2 separate regions of the Anas platyrhynchos genome follow, and region 1 is linked to region 2. The links are chromatin contacts, called in public Hi-C maps. All regions are on one chromosome and are shown on one strand. Each heading gives the region's core, a stretch centred on a gene start, on an enhancer-like site or on the middle of the called end of the contact. The rest is flanking DNA. Distances are from core to core; before and after follow the strand shown.

The links. Hi-C and Micro-C count contacts between places; a contact is called where the count stands out from the background.
Region 1: a Hi-C map of skeletal muscle shows a contact between it and region 2, with 1.8 times the contacts expected there. The contact joins the promoter of SRP9 here to the enhancer-like site in region 2. A contact is called at or near these places in 2 of 8 Hi-C or Micro-C datasets (liver and skeletal muscle).

The regions. Positions count from the first base shown.
Region 1 is chr3:25,264,073-25,269,537 of IASCAAS_PekinDuck_T2T, forward strand. It overlaps SRP9 (signal recognition particle 9), which reads left to right and starts at 1,272. Exons shown (of 3, transcript XM_027453045.3): 1 at 1,272-1,430; 2 at 3,479-3,547. The coding sequence starts at 1,359.
Region 2 is chr3:25,171,746-25,176,485 of IASCAAS_PekinDuck_T2T, forward strand. ENAH (ENAH actin regulator) reads right to left here. Exons shown (of 21, transcript XM_072035549.1): 10 at 405-489. Among named protein-coding and RNA genes, the nearest start is that of LBR, 72 kb to the left of the region's middle. Within about 2 kb of position 2,741, at least 3 of the 8 cell types and tissues checked have an H3K27ac peak or open chromatin away from gene starts, as enhancers often do.

The DNA.
Region 1 (5,465 bases), core at 22-2,521, 91 kb after region 2:
GGTTCTGTGTTTGGCTTAATTGCTTTAGGCTCTATTGGTATGCCTATCAAAGCCTTTGATTAGAGCTGTTGATTATCAGCCCCTCCGAAAGACAACTCCGAAGTTTCTGAAGCTGGGTTCTCCGTGTTGCATCAAAACTCTGCGAGCAGTTCTGGAAAGAAAAGTCTTGAGCCTTCCACTGCTCAGTCTTCACACATTGGTGCAAACGCCTTTAAGCAGAATTGCTTAGACCACATAACACCCACAAGTTGCAATTTATTAAAGTTTGGCTGTCTGATCACCGCAGACAAAAGACTTTTCCAAGGTTGATCTCCACAGTAATAATTATTTTCTGCTTTACTGACTCAGGGAAATTCATTCTAGTTTTTCTCCCCTTACCTCCCATCCACCCTTTTATTTCTGTGCCATGTTTCCTCATTCTCTCCTACATCTATTGTGCCTTGAAATAACCACAGCTGGGATTTCCCCATGTCGCTAGCAGAGACTGGGATGGTCTGGGCAATTTGTCCCCTCACCAGCAGATCTGCCCTAAACTTTCCAGCTTGTTTGGCCACAGTTTCCTCAGTTCGGTAACAGTAACATGAAATGGTGGGTGATTATCCGGCGGTTCTGGTAACAGGTAACAGCAGGGTTCGATGTTTTGTGTTGGCCTTTACTTCAGGTCTGTGGTGAGCAGCAGCCTGCTGGCTCCGTGGGACTGAGGAACGACCGCGGGTCACCTAACGAAACGGGACTGGGAATTGCCACAGGAGAAATCCTGGATTTATTTGCCTCTCTTTTCTGAGATTACGTTGAGTCAGCGCTGTGTAAATGCTTTATTCACACGCAAAATGTATGAAAAGCGGGATTCCCCCGCATAACGCCGCGGTTCCCAGCCTGGGGCCGGACCCGGCCGCCCTCACAGCCGCCGGCGGAGCCTTTTGGAAGCCCGGCGGCCCGGAGCCGCCCGTGCTGTTTTATTATTTTTTTCCAGCACGCTTTTGTTCAGCCTGGAGCCACAAAGGGCCTTCCAGCGGGAGGACTTGGACCACGTTCAGCCGCCTGGTTCCTGCGGAGCCAACCTCACGGTGCCCGGGAGGGGGGCGGGATTCGAACCCGCAACCCCGCGGGCTGCTGGCGGGCGGCCTCTCCCCCTCTCCTCTCCCCCCTGCCCCGCCCCGCCGCGCCTGCAGGGGTCGCTGTGGCGGCCTGGCGCCGCGCTGGCGGGGCCGCCATCGCTGAGTCACGCGCTTCCTGATTGGTTGCCCGCTCCCCGCCGGCCAATGGGAGGCGGCCTCTTGCGCCGCCGCGCCGCTCGCCGCGGGCGCCATCTTGCTGCCGGCTGTGGCACGGGAGGGAGCAGGGCGCCGCGCCGCGCCATGCCGCACTACCAGGCCTGGGAGGAGTTCACCCGCGCCGCGGAGAAGCTCTACCTCGCCGACCCCATGAAGGTGAGCGGGGAACGCCCCACGCCGAGACCCAGACCCAGGAGGGCCCCGGGGGGGGGTGTTGGTGGGTCTCGGGTGAGGCCCCAGCTGGCGGCGGGGGCGGCCCGGTGGCTCCGGAGCTCTCGCTGTGGTGTTCTTCGGATGTGAAGCCGCGTCCCTGTGAATTTGTCTCGCTGAAAAGTAAAAGGAAGCGTTTATTAGGTCATGTGTTGTATTATTACCTGCGGTGTTGCTTCAGGGGGGTGTTTCCTAAAGATCATTTGCTCTATGAATTAACTTCTTGCTCTGTGACCGCTCTCGGGTTTTAGTAGTTCTTCTCAGATGTGTAGTTTGAGCAGACTTCAGTCTCACAAACGTTTTGGCCAAAAAACCGTGCAAAAGGTGAAGTGGGAGTCATAAGCCTGAGAAAATATCAGCAAAAGGGACTTAGTTTCGTTCATCAAAAGTAGGGTGCACAGAGGAACCTCCAGAAGTAGTGTGTGTGCCTTTAACTAGCATAAATGCCCCTTCATGTGCAATCGTCACCTGTCTACTGATAATAAGTTCTGTGTTGTACCTTTTTATGCTCTGCAGTATAATTAAGTGAAGAGTTTGCAAAGGATGTCAGTGCAGCCAGGCGTTGCTTTCCCCCTTGCGAAAAAGATAGCGTAGGCCCTAGAGTTACAATATGAGGACTCTCCTTCCAACTTGCAGGGCAGCTAGCTTGAGAAACTTTCACATACAGTTGCACTCTTCAAGAAACTGAAGGAAGAGTAAGACCTGTGGGAGATGTGTCTGTGTTCTTTTTGGGGCCAATTAAGCTTGGTAATGAGTGGTCTTGCCTTTTGTGGGAACAAGATAATTAATCCAGGCTTGCTCAGTTGAGAAATGTAGTTACATAGATGTTGTGGCTAGAAGACCATTTCTTAAGCAAGAAGGACAAACTTGTAAAGAGATCCATTGCAGAGCAGAAATATCAAAATGTATTTTGTAGTCAAGGTGGTTGATGATACAGCGGGTCACTGTATGACAAAGATCTCTTTATAGCATCAGTCATCCTAATTCTGAATGTTCTTAAAAGCACAAATTGCTTTCCTTCTAGATACTGTGCTGATGCTAGCTGACACTAGAAACAGTAGATAAGAAAACTCCTTGGCCAATCCTGCATTCAGTAGGAAGCATTTAATGCTCAGTCAAATCCTGAGAGTGTTGATGTTTATCATGGTGGTTAGGAGAACTTGTGTAATTTGAGAGTCCAGAAGGGCTATGGGTAGACTGAATCTCAGGGCAGGTTACTACAGTAGGAATTATTTTTAGTGACAAGCTGAGTCCTTGCTTTCTGACTTCCTCACATGTAGCCTTGTTGAGTCTTGAAAGCAGTTTAATTTCAAAGAACTCTCTTCAGTGCTATGGTTTTAATTACTCTAAAAATGTTATACTTGTATCTTCCCTTTTCCACTTTTAAAAGTGTTAAAATGCTTCAAGCCTGTCTATAGGCTTTAATGTTGCTATTGAATTAACTGTAGTCACTGGAAATATAGCATTTATACGATACTTTACTACTTTGCTTATACAGTACCTAATGGTGAGTTTACCCCACTCAATAGATCCTTTTCAAGTCTTCACATAGAACTATTGTCCTAAGTGTTTCTTGTCTATAAACACAACTTCTATTTCACTTTTTCTAAAGTGTGATACGTGGCGAGTGGGTGTCTTGTAAGGAAATGGCAGGAGCCATTCCAATACCTGTTACTGAGGCCCCTGCAACTGCCACTGCTATACTTACGGAGGTTTTTAACATGCCCCACATAAAGCTCACTGACATTACTGTAATACCGATTTAATGCGTTAGGCAAGGAAATGTGGTGATCCAACTTCTAAACCACCGTGGCTGTAAGGTTTGTGGACAGCGGAACTGAGGACCACCAAGAGGTAGTGAAACTGTGAAGCAGTATGTAACTTCAATAACAGGCAGTCTGAATTTCCCTCAGGTATGTTGTGATGGTAATAGATGTGAATTAATAGATGTTAATAGCTATAGGTGTTAACTTCTTAAATGTTTGTCATTTCAGGTGCGGGTTGTTCTCAAATACCGACACTGTGATGGGAACCTCTGTATCAAAGTAACGGATGACGTAGCTGTAAGTAAAGAACACGGTCCCCTTTAGAAGGCGTACTGTACCTCTCGAGGACTGGCACTTTGCTGTCAGTCAGTTTATGAACCATTGTTCATAAACACACTTTCTTGCTCACACTTTCTTAATTTCTCACACTTTCACAGTTTGCTCACACTTTCTTAGTTTCTGTCTGTGACATGCTGACCTGTGTTCAACTCTGCATAATCCAGTGGAAGTTTGAACATTTCAGTGTTTTTTAGAGGTCTTGTTAGGATTCTATGAAAACAAGGAAACAAGCATTACAAAAATCTTAGACCCTCTCTCCATTTGAAAGTTCTTCATGGAACTATGTTGTTAGCTTCCACTGAAGTGCATAAGGATCGTCTTCAAACAGCTGTTTGCTAGTTAGAGTTTGGTCCTTTCAACTTGCTCAGAGTGGTAATAACTTGAAACTGTAGGGCTATCTGCTTCTTTGTGAGTAGGAGATGCTGGACTGGTATCAGACTAAACTGCAAAATTCGCTTGCACTTCAGAAATCCCATCTTCTGAAATAACGCTATGGTGCCAGAACCATTTGTTACGCATTCAGCAGAGCTTGTGCTACTATACACAGAATTTTTGCAGCATATATAACACAGAATTTTGCAGCATGCTTTCAGTGGTTGCTGTAGAAGGCAATGGAGCAGCTGCATTGCTCTTGTTCTAAATAGTGCTTAGAAATATTTGAAGTTAGGATATGAGATGGTAGACAGCAGGTAGAAATGGATTTGCATGTGCACACCAGCACACCATATGTTCCTGGTGCTGGTGATGTTAAAGCCAAGTTGTTCTGCAGTCTGAGTAACCATCAGCAAGTAGTATGCCCTTCTCTTGGGTTCAGATTTGGAAAAATCACGTTTATCCTTTCTGGGAAAAAGTCTGGTATTGGTATTTCAGACATCTGGGAAAGACGCAAAACTTCAGTAACGCTGTTTCTTGATAGGATAATAGGGCTGACAGTGGGTGAGGTGATGAAAATGGTGCACTGATAACAGGGGAGTGAAGGGCAGGTCAGTTGAAATCTTCCATAGTGGAAGATTGGAGATAGTTGACTTGTGAACTTCAGCTGTTTTCAGTTACAGACCTTCTTACGTGCTGCCTGTTGTGAGAGGCTGTTACACTGTCTGAATTGTTCCTTTGCTTTTTATATAAAGGGAGAGGGTTTCTTTGCAGCTAACTGCAAAACTAAGGAAAAATCAAACTTTTTTTTTTCTCTTCTTTGGCTCTGAATTAAAATGGCTTATTGCTGGCAAAAGGTGCTGTGTTGAGAGCACTGAAGGATGGACCATTGGTTTTATTATTAAATAGGCCTGAACAGTCATGCTTATGGTGTACAAGCATAAGAAATTACCATGCAAAAAAACCCCTAAGCGGCCTTTTTTTGATCAGTCACTGATACTACTCCTGTTCCTTTTGCATTTACAGGCTTGTCATGTGAAATAATTCCTCTTTATCAGATATTTTCACTATTTAGAACTATCTCAAACAGATTTTGCTTGGGGTAGGGGATCCTCTTCAGTAGCAAATACTGAACTAATGTTATGCTACTGGAGGTGTGTATTCACTTTCAGAATAGAGAGTTAATTCTGTTATCTAAGCATAGTAGATTTTAAGCCTAAACAAGGGTGTCCTTAAAGACAGTTTTAAAGTGCAAGTTGTAGCACCTTTTTTAAGAGAGAAGACACTTGCTCAAAATGATGAGCTTCACTACTTTTAAAATTGAAAGCAAGAGCCTCTGAGAAAATGCAGTGTGTATGCATCTGTGTTTAAAATTTAAAAGAGGGCAGGCATGTAGTGGTGCTGCCTTGTGGTAACCAAATGCCACAAATGAGCATGTAAATACTTACCTTTTTCTGTGTGTTCAGGCACAAATTTGTTGCAACTATGAGCAGGATAAAAGTGG
Region 2 (4,740 bases), core at 1,491-3,990:
TCAAAGGTTAAAAGTTCCTTCCTTGCTTACTGATTTCTTCTTTATAAACATGTCTCAAAAACTGAAGTTCTAACAGTCGCTGGAAAAGTAATTAGTCTGGCTGAAAATGACAGCAGTGAAGTCTTCCATTTCCAATTTGAATTTCAATTCTTTCATGACAAGCCAGTAAGAGCAATCCTTGCAATCTGAGGACGGGTGGAGATTAAGAAGAAGGAACGAAGCTACAAAGTTTTTACACAGTAAAGCTGCATTACTGAAAATTGCAACCATATAAACGCTGCCCTAATGCAACAATTTTAAGTAATTTTTTAGTAATTTTAAGTCCTTGACTTTTACTTTCTCATCATCAGTGATGAGTTACTGAATTCTTTAATAGAACAATTTGTTCTCTCACAGTACCATACCTTCTCTGGATGTCCAATTCTTCTTGTGATGGACCATTCTGTACTTGAGAGGGAAGCTGTGAATTCTGTCGAGGCAACGTAGGACCTAGAAGTGAAGACAGATCATTCATTATTTGGATTTCTTCTTTGGAGGGGGGTGGGAGAGCGAGGGGGTGAGCACAAAAAATCAAGGATAAAGGACAGCCATCACATGACGTAGAATCTGTCTGCTTCTGCTTCTTAAGCCAAACAAGCTCAACAACATAATACAGCAAATAAAAGCTGCAACAAATGTTACCTGACATATCTGCAGAATGGCTTTATTTCACACGGATGGAAGTTTCACAGAAATGCAAAATAAATTTTATATATATGTGATAGCACTTAACAAAAGCTTTGAAAAGCACTCCAAGTCTGTTTCTTAAAACAATGGACAAATATTCTTGGAGGAACAGAAAAGGCTCAAAAAATTAAAAGCACTCACCTAAATAGAACACTGGAAATTAAAAAGAAAAAAGAAAGAACAAGGAGAAAAAACATCAGAACTTTATCATGAAATTGAGAGAAGGAAATTAAGTATGTTTCTGTAAATCACACCAAAATTTACTCAAGATTTTAGCTTGTCAACTTGGATAGAAGCACTTCGTTTTTGCACAGGCAAGTATTGCATCCAAAGGAACAGAGGCATGCAGCAAATGTACAAACTGTGCATTCTGATAAATGCAAGAAACGTAAAAGAGAAAGACGACATTCCTCTGTGACTTTTTGCTGATGATCAAGTCTGTGTTATAAGGTTTTCAAATTGTATATTAGATCTGTGCTTTATAGGCAAAGATGTTTGTATTCCTCATGAATCTCTATACAGCATGAAACCAATTAAGAAGTATTAACAGAAGTGAAGGATAGAGAAATTTTGAATTGTGTACAGTACACAGTGAATTTGTCTGTAAAAATGGTCAGTGAAGCAGGAAATTATTTCAATGATAACTACACTTAAGATTATGGAGTTCTGAATCAAGAATTAAGAACAATCAACATTTATCCAGTTCTGAGGAGGTCTCAAAACGAAACAAACTTCTTCCAAAGATTCCATCAAACTAGTTAGAGTAGGGAAATTGTAGATCTCATCCATCTCATTATGTCAAGACACTGAAGTTGTTTGCCATCTGAACTCATGAAAGTCACCCAAAACACAAAGAGACCATGTGTGATATATCGAGACCTCAAGAACAGTTGATCTGCATCAGATTCAGCAAGCAAGTGCCCTCTTTGAAGGTTACACGAAAAGATTCACGTACTTAAAACAGCACAGTATTGCCTTCACTGTGGTCATAAAGAAAACAAATCCTGAAAATGATAAAGTTGTTTACAATCTACTCTATAGTTAATACATAATGCAAACTTACTTATAAAAGACAGAAGCAGAAAGCATTACAGAGGTTGTCTTTCTTAGTTCTTCTTTTTAGCAATCGTTAGGTCCTCATGTTTAAGTGTATGATGATGCAACGGATGTACTATTTTGCTTGGAGTATATCTCCAAGAGCTATCCACAGATGTGAATTTATATTATTCTTAATGCAAAGCATCTAACTGCAATGATAATTAATAATAAAGTTATCAATAAAATAGAAACATGTCATACTGCTCACCTGGAAAACTTTTTGACTTTAAAACTTCTGACATTATAAGTCCCTCCTCTCTCATCTCCTCTTTGTGACAGGTGTTAGGCTTTTATGCCTATTAAGCTATGACTGCAGCTCCCAAGCAGCCAGAGAAGCAGCCCATATGTTTGCATGCTGCAGCCTTTCACAGACTTTGGGAATTAGACACAACCCAGTGGCAGCTGTGTAAAGATGCTAGATACCATTACTGCTTGCTACATCTAATATATTTCCTTCCCTAAGATCTGTCATTTCTCAGTACAAGTCACAATAATCTAAGCATTAAAAATAAACAAGCAAAAACCGAAAATACAAAAAACATCTTTTGATCATACTGTTATCCCTAGGTTCACGTCCAGTACACCTAGCCAATAAGCAGCTGCAACAGACATGAAGGTCTTTTAATTCATTCTGTACAACCAGGTGCTTAGCAAGCTTCTGCAAAGCACACGTCTGACTTAGGTACTGTTATTTATGCACAGTCAACTTGTGAAACAATCTCCCTTGCTATTTCTGATTGTTTTTTCTAGTTTGCCCAGCTTACCTCCTACTGAGCATGTGGTACAGATGTCCGGCAGGGGGGGCACCTCAACCAATTCCCCTATTTTCATACCCTTTCATCTAATGACCCTTAACAAGCAAAAGGTTACTATGAGTCACTCTGAAACGTTCCTTCAGCCACTTCCTTATTGTTGTTTTCATCCTTATCTCCTTTGGTTTTGTTAGCTCAAGGCTATAGCTCAGGCCTACAACACTACAGCCACTTACCAGTTGGAACTATTTGGTACTGAAATGCAGAAGAAACGAAAACCTGGAACCTCCACCCGCTTAGTCTCCTGTATTTAACTGGTCTCGAACAGAGTATTATTAGATATTCACACCATGCTGCAGCGGCTGACTTCATACTGTCACTCTGCAGACCTTCTGCTGGTGCCCCCTCCTCATTCCTTCTTGTGCTGTCACCCTCAGAAACAAATCATCTCACTGTTTGTGCTCACTGTTCATCCACTGCTTATGGAAGACTGAAATGGGACAGAAGGGAAATGAAGTGGCAAAGACCATTTGTTGTCATTTGGCTTTGTTATTCTACAAGCAGAATTTCATAGTAAAATCTGTTCTCACAACCTCCAGCTTTTCACTCTCAGTCAAAAAGTCGCCATTTGCCTTGCAGAACGTGACTTGGGAAGCTGACCTACTCCAGTAAGCTCCGGTGCTTTTTATAATCTATACATGCAAGAAAGTTGAAGGCAATCACCTGCAAAGCAGCTGACACAGTTGGTTTTATTACTTATATATACTTTTTACCAGGAAAAAATGCAACCTTAGTAGACCAAAGGCTTTCAAGAAAGAAATGGTGAGCTACCAAGCCATTAGGAATGCTCACCAAGGAAATCCCCTCTGAATCCCCTACTGAAGTAGCCACCATGCTGATGGACACTGGCAAGTTAAAGGTATGGACCCAGGGGGAAAGGTATCTTTTACGCTGTAAAATTAATTTACTCCAAGAAGTCATGACCACCACTTCCTTGCTCAAACAGCACTGTCCAGACAGGGGGACAGATGTTATAAACAAACAAGCAGGAACTAGGTGATAAAAAGCTTTCTTTAATGTTTTTGAACGCTTCAGGATATATCAGCAATATCAAGCACCCAGAGAAATATTCACAGATCCTGCCTGGACAAGAAGTCTGTTCCATCTACAGAATCGCTTTATCTTCAAAGACCAGTACAAGCCAAGTAGAAAGGGCTGAATCATCGACTCATTTCAAGTTTTAAGGAAAATCTAACATCTTTCTTTTTCTAAAGAAATTACAGATAGTGCACTCTGTGGTGTACTTTGACAGGGATATAATTTCATATACTAATTTGTTCAGCAGTAGTTCAGTTTATAGGTTTTCTGCTTTTCAGCTTATTCTCACATTTGCATCACTCTTCCTCTACAACAGTTGGGGCACCTATCTAGTGAGAGATGGACTGAATATCCAATGCATTAAAAATTCCAGGGGGGAAAGCATGAAAAAATTGTTTTCCCCAGCTAAATCAGGACCTGATCTGGTTCTTCCCACAGCCATGGAGACAGCTATGCTGGCATAGCTCAAAGAATGACACCCAGCTGCTGGGGACTGCTTGAACCAAATTGAGCATCCCCTTTTTAAACCACAACCAGTGTTGTAGTTTACCAAGTTCCTTAACTTCCTTTTCACCTCAAATTGACTTCTTACCTCTATGTCCCTTCAAGAGCTGAATTTATTAATTGCAGTTGCACAACACTACGAAAGTATAGTTGGCAAATTGACAATAGAAACACGTTTTTCTCAGTGCCTTTCCAGGTTTTTTCCCCGGTGTTTGCGAATATATTGTCTACTTTGGAGTTTCACCTGAAACTCTCCACCCCGCTTCTTTTAAAATCACTTGTCTGATGTTAGCAGTGTTGACAAAGCACCAGAAGACATTGCATTCCTACCCTAAGAAAAAACAGGTATTTACTGTTCAAGATAGGAACAATACATGTATTGCGGGTTATATACCTACAATGTGTATTTTCGTTTAGCTGGACAGACTTCCTTGGGAGGTGGCAATATAAGGATAGGCCAAGCCAACATGCACACACCTGCAATTACTGTACTGTTCATTTAAAAGACAGTCTAAGAGTACAATCTTTTTTTTTTTTAATCTAGTATCTTCATAAAAACTTA